Regions from separate parts of the Mus musculus genome. Here all the other regions are linked to region 1. Evidence: chromatin contacts called from public Hi-C data. All regions are on one chromosome and are shown on one strand. Each heading gives the region's core, a stretch centred on a gene start, on an enhancer-like site or on the middle of the called end of the contact. The rest is flanking DNA. Distances are from core to core; before and after follow the strand shown.

Region 1 (2,955 bases), core at 379-2,878:
CTTCTCAGGCTCAGGATACATTCTTTCCCTTCCAGCTTGATAAACTGGAAAGGGCAGCAAGATTACTTGATTTCTCTTACTGGATAAAAGCCCTTTTCTCATACAAGTTATCCTGGACCTTGCTGCCTCTCAGACTCTGGCTCCAGAGGGACCGGTGTTGCCTGCTCTGTCCTGAATGCCTGTGATCCCACAGTAATAAGTAGAGTGAGATACTTGCACTCTTGTTAGGGTTGCTGGTGTGCAAGTGAAAGCAATTGCCGAAGCTACTTGACATCAGATGAGACATGTTCCCTTCCAGAATCTCTGCTGCAAGTGAAAATATTTATGAGTTCCTAGGCTGTTTCTCAGACTGTCGTGCCTTCTACTTAATCATAAATAATTTATAATGCTTTTGTCGGGGGTGGGGGAGGACAGATACAAAACAGGGTTTCACTGTGTAGCTCTGGAACTTTGTGGACCAAGCTGACCTTGGACTCAGAGATTCCCCTTCCTCAACCTCCTGTGCTGGGATTAAAGGTATGAACCACCACTGCCAGATAATACTTCTTGTATAGTCCTGAAATGAAAGAGACAGCTACTACAATCTATCTAGACATCATTTTAAAAAATCAATATAATGCACTAAAACCAAAACAAACAAAAACAAACAAAACAAAACAAAAACTCTAAAAGAAATAGAGGGAAATGGTTTCTAGCAGGTCACCAATGAGTTTCCTGATGTAAATGCAAAGGATTAGTATTCTAGAGAAGGTAGTCGATAGGGGGGGAGGGGCTCTATTTATTAGCTAAGTCAACATCAACCTCTAACAATGACAAGGGTGGATGGTGGACATGCTCAGCTTGGAGAAATCCAGGATTGAAACTAGCCTCAGAGGTACCATGATCAGGATGATAGTTTTCATGAAAAATGTGATCAAATTCAAATAAAATAAAGAGCAGTCTTGAATGGGAAGGTTTGGCAGTAGGGTGGGCACCTCTTCTGCCCTCACATAATATGAACACTTTTTTTAATGGATACAAATCAGCTCTGGAACATTGACAAGTTAGACGGGCTGCAAAACAGGTTGTTGTTGCTGGTGGTTTGATTTATTCTGTCTGGACCTTTCTGGCAAGCTTTGGAACCGCTGCACTCCTGGAGACGGGATTAGTAAGAAATCAAACTCAGCAGTTTTGTTATCTTGATAACAACAACAACAACAATCTTCTGTTTGATTGCTTATATGTTGGAAAAGGGATGACAAAGTACTCATTGAGAGCCATGTCGCCATCGCCTGTCAGCAGGGAATGTGGACAGAGTGGGATAAGATGTGGTAGGTGTGATGGGGGTTTTGTTTGACATTTATTGGGACCCAAGATGCTTCAGTGTTGCTGAAGGGATGTAATGTGCTTCTGAACTCCATTTCAGAAACTGGGCCTGAGTTGGGCAGCCTGCAGAGGCTAAGTAGCCTCCTGAAGGCCAAACAAGAAGGAAGTAACGAGAGGAGCAGAGTTTGGTTCCATAGCAGGAACATTCTTGGCTCTGTGACTGAACAGAAAACGAAGAGATGGTCAGTACCACACACACAGCCAAGAGGCCCCTGCCTGGAAATTTCAAGGGGGTTCCCAGCTGAGCCGTGCCAGATGCATGAAAGCCCGGTCTGGGTAGAGAATGTCAATCAAGCTATTCACAGGCTCCAGCGGAGGGAGGTCCTGTCCACTGCTGTGCGGCAGAGTCGGAATCTTGGCCCGAGACCCAGCCTGGAACAATGCCACTCTCTATGGGATTTTTCATTCTTTCTCTCTCTTTTTTTTTCCGTTCTTAAAAAAAAACTTCATTGTTTTCCCCTTTATAATAGAAATAATAGATGTTCGTTGTAAAATGTTCCTACAGTGTAAAGATGCAAAAAGCAAGAAAAGACAATTCTACAATTCCATCGCTCAAAATTAATTACTGCTTACATCTTTTGCTTTGGGATTTTTCCTTGTGTATATAAAAACATTAATTTTAAAAGACATCACATTACAACGACCGTTTTTTAGCTTGTTGCATTTATCGTGCAATGAACGTATTTTGATTTCTAGTCACTACCGATCTGCGACAACCTGGATCCTTCCTTCTTTTCAGAGGTTACAGAACACAGGTCTATGTCTACTTTTCATTAGGTCCACAAGGAAACTGTAGAGGGGCAAACAGATCTCAGAAATAATCATTTTTCACATTTTTTGCCCTCACAAACAATACTACAATAGGTGCCACTGGATATGCATATTTGTGCAAGAGTAAAAATATCTTCATGATTAAGTTGTCAAATAACCAGCAAAGACTCTACCAAATGACATTTTCCTAATAGTGCTTGAAAAATGTCCTTTTTTTTTTTAAACCCCTGAGTAATCTATTTAGTAAAAATGTATCTACTCTTTGCTCTGGGGAAAAGAATATGCACTGATCATTTGAAAATATAATAAACCATGTGAAACAACTATCATAGCTCTCAGACATAACCACTGAGATGTGTGAGTGTGAATCTAGAGCCCAGGGGATGGTACATATCCACTGGAGACCCGAGGGCAGCTATTCAGAAAAAGGGTCTTCAGGATAGATTAGCAATGTCAAGGGAGAGAATCCTTGATTCCACTGGGCCTATACCAAATAGTATGTGAGAGAAGAGATGGTACAGAAGACAGGGTGATAGAAACAGAAACAAGACTAGAGTGATTCGGCCACAAGCCAGGGAAGGCCAAGGATCGCCAGTCGTCATACAGAACCACTGAGAACACAAGCATACATTTTTTTTCCTGTGCGGACATGTTTTCAGTTCTTTTGGGTGTATACCTACCAGACTAACTGCAAGATCACATGATGATCACATATTTATAAGATATGGCAAACCGGTTCCACGGTAGCCTCATCAGCTTATAATTCCATGAGCAAAGTACACAGATGTGTGGCTCACTCTTGTTTTCCATTTTTAAAAT
Region 2 (2,970 bases), core at 247-2,746, 130 kb after region 1:
AAGACATTTCTTTTAAAGAAAAAAAGTACTCAGGAGAACTCTTAGGAAAATGTCTTTTGTTTTTCTTAGCATAGTGTGAGCAAAGTGTCCCCATCTGTCATTCCCAATACTGGGCTCCCCACCAAAGGATCAGTAAACACAAAAGTTTTGTATCATTTGACCACAAACTTATCTTGCTGTTACCCTTTCTCTCAAGTGTGAGACTTTATTGAGCAGGTGTAGAGGGATAATTCACAGTCTGGCAGAGGTGGAGGGGGTGAGTGGGTTAGCTCACTGCCTGGTAGAGGTGGAGGGGGTAGATGGGATAGCCCTCTGCCTGGCAGGAGTGGAGGGGTTATGAGGGGTGGAGAGAGTGGGATAATTCAATGGCAGGAGTGGAGGTGTCAAGGGGGTGGGTGGTATAGCCCATTGTCTGGCAGGGGTGCAGGGGTGGGTGGAATAGCTCACTCTCTGGCAGGGGTGGAGGGGGTGGGATAATTCATTGTCTGTCAGGGTGGAGGGGATGGCTGGCTCTGCAGTCTTGCCTTGCAGATGGTAGGAGCCTGGTTCCCGGCTCACTTTCATTTTCTTTCTTGGGATCCATATCCTTGCCTCCTTATCTGTGAGAAGGAAGCAGGCCCCCTCCTGCTGGATGAGACTTGGTGAAGGAAGTTGGAGGTGACCTACTCTCAGCTAGAGACAGGGGGTCAGGGAGAGCTGACATTCTCTGCCTGGGTCAGGTAGCCATTTGTGGCAGAGTGGCCCAGGAAGACCTTTGCTGGGGAGAATTAATTGCTTTAATACTGACTGGCTGTAATCCAGCCCGTCTGGAGTTTGCTTCCTGCTCCTGGTTGTCATTTGAAGCTGGCTGAGGAACACAGTTGTTGTCTATGGACACACTTAAGAAGCAGCTGTGGTGTGCTTTCTCTGTACATAGGAATGCCGAGTTCCTGCCAGAGAAAACTTCACTTTTATCCAGGTGACACCACATTGATGAGTACTCTGCCAGCCTCCTTAATTTCATATCCTTAATTAAAGATCAGGTATCACGCTTTGATGAGTCTGAACAGTACGTTGGTTTTGGCTGGCCTTTTTTTTTGCTAAGCGTGATATCTTTATGGTGGAGTTGATACTCCTTGCAGTAGGGAGATTGTCTTGTGCATTGCAAAATATTTCCCAACATCCCTGTCCTCCACCCAGTGGATGACAGTAGCCCAACCCTACTCTCCTGCCAATCTTAACAGTCAGAAGGAGCCCCTTGCTCAATGTCCCCTGGGAGGCAAAATGTCTGCACTTGTAAGCCTCCATAGGCTATCAAGAAATCTGAAGCCTGTGCATCTGCCAGCCCCAACCAGACGTTTATCAGCAGCACAAAGCCTGAACTTAAGATCCAAGTAGGAACGCAAGGGTGGGGAGAGTTAAGTTTCTAAATAGTGAGTATTCCAGTTCCTAGTCTGTGACTGTGTGAGTAGCAATCCCTATCAGGGGACTTCCCCTGCTGGCTTGTGGCAGGAATTCCCTCTCCCCCTCTCCCAAAGGCTGGGACTTCCTTCTCAAGGACTGCCCATGCTTCTGACTCACTTAATTCTTCTGTCTCTTCTTTTCAATTTTCTTCCCCCTGTGGCTGCCAGTAACTGGACCAACCTTGCTGCCTCTGACAAAGACGGGAGCCATTGAGAGTGTCCCTGTCAGTGCAGTGCCAGGTCACTGTGTACGCCTCCAGACAATGCGTCTTGCTATTCTTACATGTTTGCTTATTTGATAGTTCTTCCTGGTCTTTTGTGGCCTATGTTGGGGAAGACTGTTTTATACACTATTGACTCAAGTCCTCAGTTTGGCGATCTGGCAAGAAACTGTGCCATCCGCGGTTGGCAGTTTCTGTGGTACTCTTATTACATTGCCTTAGGCTAATTCTAAATCCGGTTATGTAAGCGTTAGGAGGGGTAGCTTCGAGTGCCAGTTACCATTTGTGACATTCGTCTAGAGGGGAAACAGTCCAGATTTCCAATGCTAGATATAAAAGTGAACTTGGGGAATGTGACTCTTTTTAAATAAGATGAGGAGATGAGAGACAGGCGAGCAGGTGGCATAGACCAGCTGGTACCCATTACAAGTGAGGCTTTCCATAATGCTACAGGGAGATGCTCTTGGTAGCGAGGTCAGAGTTCCTGCTTCTGTGGGGCAGAGCCTTCCCCTTCATCCCAGGCTTAGAGAGCTGACAGATTGAAACAGCTGTGGCTTGCTCCTCTTCTAAGGAATAGAGGAAGCGTGCAAATATTTCCTCCGATCCCATTTGGACATGCCATGGAGCACAATCTTTACCAAATGCACAGTCTGCCAAGAGAAGAAAAGAATAGTCACTGTGAATAGAGATCCCAACGACCAATGACTGTAAGAAATAACCAGACAAGTTCAGCTTTAAAGAGAAAGAAAGCAGACCACCTATGCTGTACAAATTTGTGATGAAACTAAGAAAAGGTTAGTTACAAGAGAAGCACAAAACCCCCAAGTCCTTGTTTGTACGTCAAATGATGAAAATGGGAATCTCCAGTGTGTCACACCAGGAGACCCCTCCTCCTGGACCCTAGACGGTCTGAGTTCCCGTTATCCTGTGTGCATTCTCCCTTCCCTCTAAAGTTGTCAAGATGGACACTGTAGACAGGCACAGTTGACAAAGCGAGACTGTGAGAGTGCTGAGCCAGTTACTTCCTTTGGAAAGTTTCTAGAACACCTTACTGATGATTTTAAAGTTGGGTTCAGGCTGCCCCGAGACATTGGATAGTGTTAGAAATGAAATATTAGCCTGGTGGACACTTCCTATTCTGGGGGCTTCCGGTCTTGAATTTCAGAGAGCATGCCATTAAATAATATCCAGACACTGTGTGTCCTTTGTTATGGGACCAACCAGTCACAGTTGGTTTTCAGTAGTTCGGAGATCTGTGGGCATCAGAACCATGCCACACAGCACTGTACGTCTGTTTGTTGAATGAA
Region 3 (2,785 bases), core at 250-2,749, 250 kb before region 1:
AAGTACTATTTTGAAGGCTCCGTGGACTTTCTGCCCAGTACTGACTCCACAAGGACCTGATTTATTGCTGGAAGTTTCTTTTTTGTTGTGGTGGTGGTTGTTCATGGACTCAGTCATTTGTTTAGCCCATGAGTCTCCACTTGTGGGGTAAACAATAGTGGGTACGTAGGTGTAGTTATGAGATCGTGATGTGGTGAGTTTGCCTAGACTTGCTATTGAATAGGTAGCAGAGACTCAGATTCTGAAAAGATTCTTGCTTACATGGAAAATGGGCTCAAACGTTTTCTAATTCTAGGTATTAGCAGTGCTAGAAAATGCATCTGTTTGCAAACACCATGCAGAGTTATGTTGAAATACAATTTAGCTTACAAATAGAACTGCTGAAGCCTAATGTAATGTTATACATTAGGTGGTCATATCTTAAGACATAGTCATAATTTATTATTCACTAGAGATTTCTTAGTTATTTTCAGTGAAGCTAGTCCCACAGATCCCGAGTAGGCTTTCTGGGTGTGTGTGCCACGTGTCACACTGTACTCAGGGCTCTGAAGGGTCCTAGACTTGAATTAATGATCCACAGTCACCATTTTTTAATTGTTAATCATTTATTTTAACAAAGGGCCCTCCTAATATCTTTCATTTGGGTCTCACAAGTTACATAGCCCTGTGTATGTAGCTAAGTCTTTAATACTTTGGGAAAACTTCTAGTTCATTCATCTATTCTTGAATCACCTTGAACATTAGGGAATGTTTTTGATCCCGTTTCCAGGTTAGTAGGGTAGTTTCAACACTGGCTGAAAATATGATCTAAACTATGTGAATGAGGTAGAAGTTGACAGCAAGAACAGAGAACACAGCAGAGATAGAGGACTAAGTACATAATTAGTGATGTAACTGGCAGATAATTAGCTATTAGCATCATCAGCTGACATTAAAGTTTTTTTTTTTTAAATATCTGAGCAAATCAAATAAGCAGCAACAAAAGCTTTTCCAGTGTTACTCTTCATGTGGAAGTATATAACATTTTCCTGTACTCCATACAAGAATATTTTCAAGGTTACAAGTCCCTCCACCCATCCCTAGGGAACAGGCAAATTGTGCAAGCCTTTCGGAATGAATTCCGTCATGAGGTCATGAGGGAATGTGTTTTCTTCCTGGTTCTAAATCACAAATCTCTGAGTGATTTATCCACGAAGGCAGGCCAATAATCAACTTCAGAGAGTTTTCCTTTAGCACATCTCCCGACACATGCCTAAACCAGTTGCAAGTGATTCGTTTCCACTGAGAACTACTCTCTCCAACCTACCTGATTTTATGGTGATGTTTTCCTGGAGAGAATTCAATCTGAATTTCCCTCAATAAAACTCATGGCTGGTTTTCCTTAACTTTAATCACTTGGAACTTCTCAAAGCACACAGGTGCCAAACATCAAGCTGACACATTGAACACCGGAGGGAACATGTGTTCTTTCAGGAGGGAGGCGGGGACTCAGCAAGGGACCATTACGATCCATGTGATCATCGGAGTTGGCTGCTGAGAGAAAGCCACACATTCAAACTGGGAGGCGAGGAGGAACTGCCTGAATTCCACAGCAGATATCATAGTTTTCCACACTTTTGCAGAAAGTGACTTCACTTACTATTCTGGCCCTCCAAGGCATGCAATGCTTTTCATTGGGACAACTAACAATTCCTCATTGTCTTCCCGACTGTCTGTCCCATCCCACATCTCTCTGGCCACTTCTGGAGCTCCTGATTTAAGTAGTGCCCTGTGTGAAAACATCTCTGCTATTATCACAGTTTTGCTTCTGTTTATTCATTTTCCACTCAACATACATGGACCAGGCCTAAGTGGTGTCAGAGATGGGAACACAGCAGTTCATGGTGTAGATGTGGCCCATGACCAGAACTGACGGTCCCAGACTCAGAGCTACACGGCCCTGAAGTGACACACTACACTCGAACCACTGCTCAGGACAGCCTTAGAACATTGATATGTGTTCTTTCTAAAGTTTAATGTTTGTTTGTTACTCTGAATTAAATGTTCAAAAGCTCTAAAAGCTTTATGTTTAAAGAAGTCACAACACCCTGCCTCAAGAATTGCAGCCCTTAGCTGCCTCATCACACCTGGCCCTGCCCCTCAAGCCAAGTCACATCTAATTCTTTCAGCTTTTGCTTCAAGCCTTTGTCATATATTTATTTTTTAAAGAGTATACTGCATTCCCAGAGCTGAGGAACTCTGGGCATTTGACAGTTGCTGTGCAAACACACATTGTGTTCTTTAGTGATATGACTCTTAGTAGGGTGATCACACACCCTACTAAGAATTGGGTAAGCCCAATTCCTAGGACAGCTGGGCATCACAAAGTAAAACTGATGGGAAAAGAAGAGAAGGAGGAGGAGGAGGAGGAGGAGGAGGAAGAAGAAGAAAATAATTAACCTTATAGTTGGGTAGTGTCTTGGTTAGTTTTATGTCAACTTGATACAAGTTAGAGTCTTTTAAGAGGAAATCTCAACTGAGGAAATGCCCCTACTGAATTGGCCTGTGGGTAAGGCTGTGCTCTGTGTTCTCAATTGGTGATTGATATGGGAAGGCCCACCTCATTGGGAGTGGTGTTGCCCTTGGGTGCTATTGAGTAAGACACAGGGAGCAAGCCAAAAGGGAGCACTCCTCCATAGCTTCTGCTTCACCTCCTGCCTCTAAGTTCTTGTCTTAGACATATAAACTAAAGCCTTTCTTCTACAAGTTATTTTTAAGATGTCATGGTGTTTTATCACAGAGATAG

What was found. Hi-C and Micro-C count contacts between places; a contact is called where the count stands out from the background.
Region 2: a Hi-C map of uterus shows a contact between it and region 1, with 2.1 times the contacts expected there. The contact joins two enhancer-like sites. A contact is called at or near these places in 3 of 484 Hi-C or Micro-C datasets (neural progenitor cells, uterus and ventral hippocampal neurons) and 2 of 115 datasets of contacts at active chromatin or transcription factors (CD8 T cells and microglia).
Region 3: a Hi-C map of uterus shows a contact between it and region 1, with 1.8 times the contacts expected there. The contact joins two enhancer-like sites. A contact is called at or near these places in 1 of 15 datasets of contacts at CTCF or cohesin (the NIH/3T3 cell line), 2 of 484 Hi-C or Micro-C datasets (nephron progenitors and uterus) and 1 of 115 datasets of contacts at active chromatin or transcription factors (fibro-adipogenic progenitors).

Annotation. Positions count from the first base shown.
Region 1 is chr10:13,915,518-13,918,472 of GRCm38.p6, forward strand. No RefSeq gene overlaps it. Among named protein-coding and RNA genes, the nearest start is that of Gm22995, 28 kb to the left of the region's middle. Within about 2 kb of position 1,629, at least 51 of the 459 cell types and tissues checked have an H3K27ac peak or open chromatin away from gene starts, as enhancers often do. A contact at or near this core is called in neural progenitor cells and uterus, where this site is marked.
Region 2 is chr10:14,047,190-14,050,159 of GRCm38.p6, forward strand. All of the region lies in intron 1 of Hivep2 (human immunodeficiency virus type I enhancer binding protein 2), which reads left to right. Among named protein-coding and RNA genes, the nearest start is that of Gm51759, 79 kb to the right of the region's middle. Within about 2 kb of position 1,497, at least 107 of the 459 cell types and tissues checked have an H3K27ac peak or open chromatin away from gene starts, as enhancers often do. A contact at or near this core is called in neural progenitor cells and uterus, where this site is marked.
Region 3 is chr10:13,666,127-13,668,911 of GRCm38.p6, forward strand. All of the region lies in intron 4 of Aig1 (androgen-induced 1), which reads right to left. Among named protein-coding and RNA genes, the nearest start is that of Pex3, 110 kb to the left of the region's middle. Within about 2 kb of position 1,500, at least 40 of the 459 cell types and tissues checked have an H3K27ac peak or open chromatin away from gene starts, as enhancers often do. A contact at or near this core is called in uterus, where this site is marked.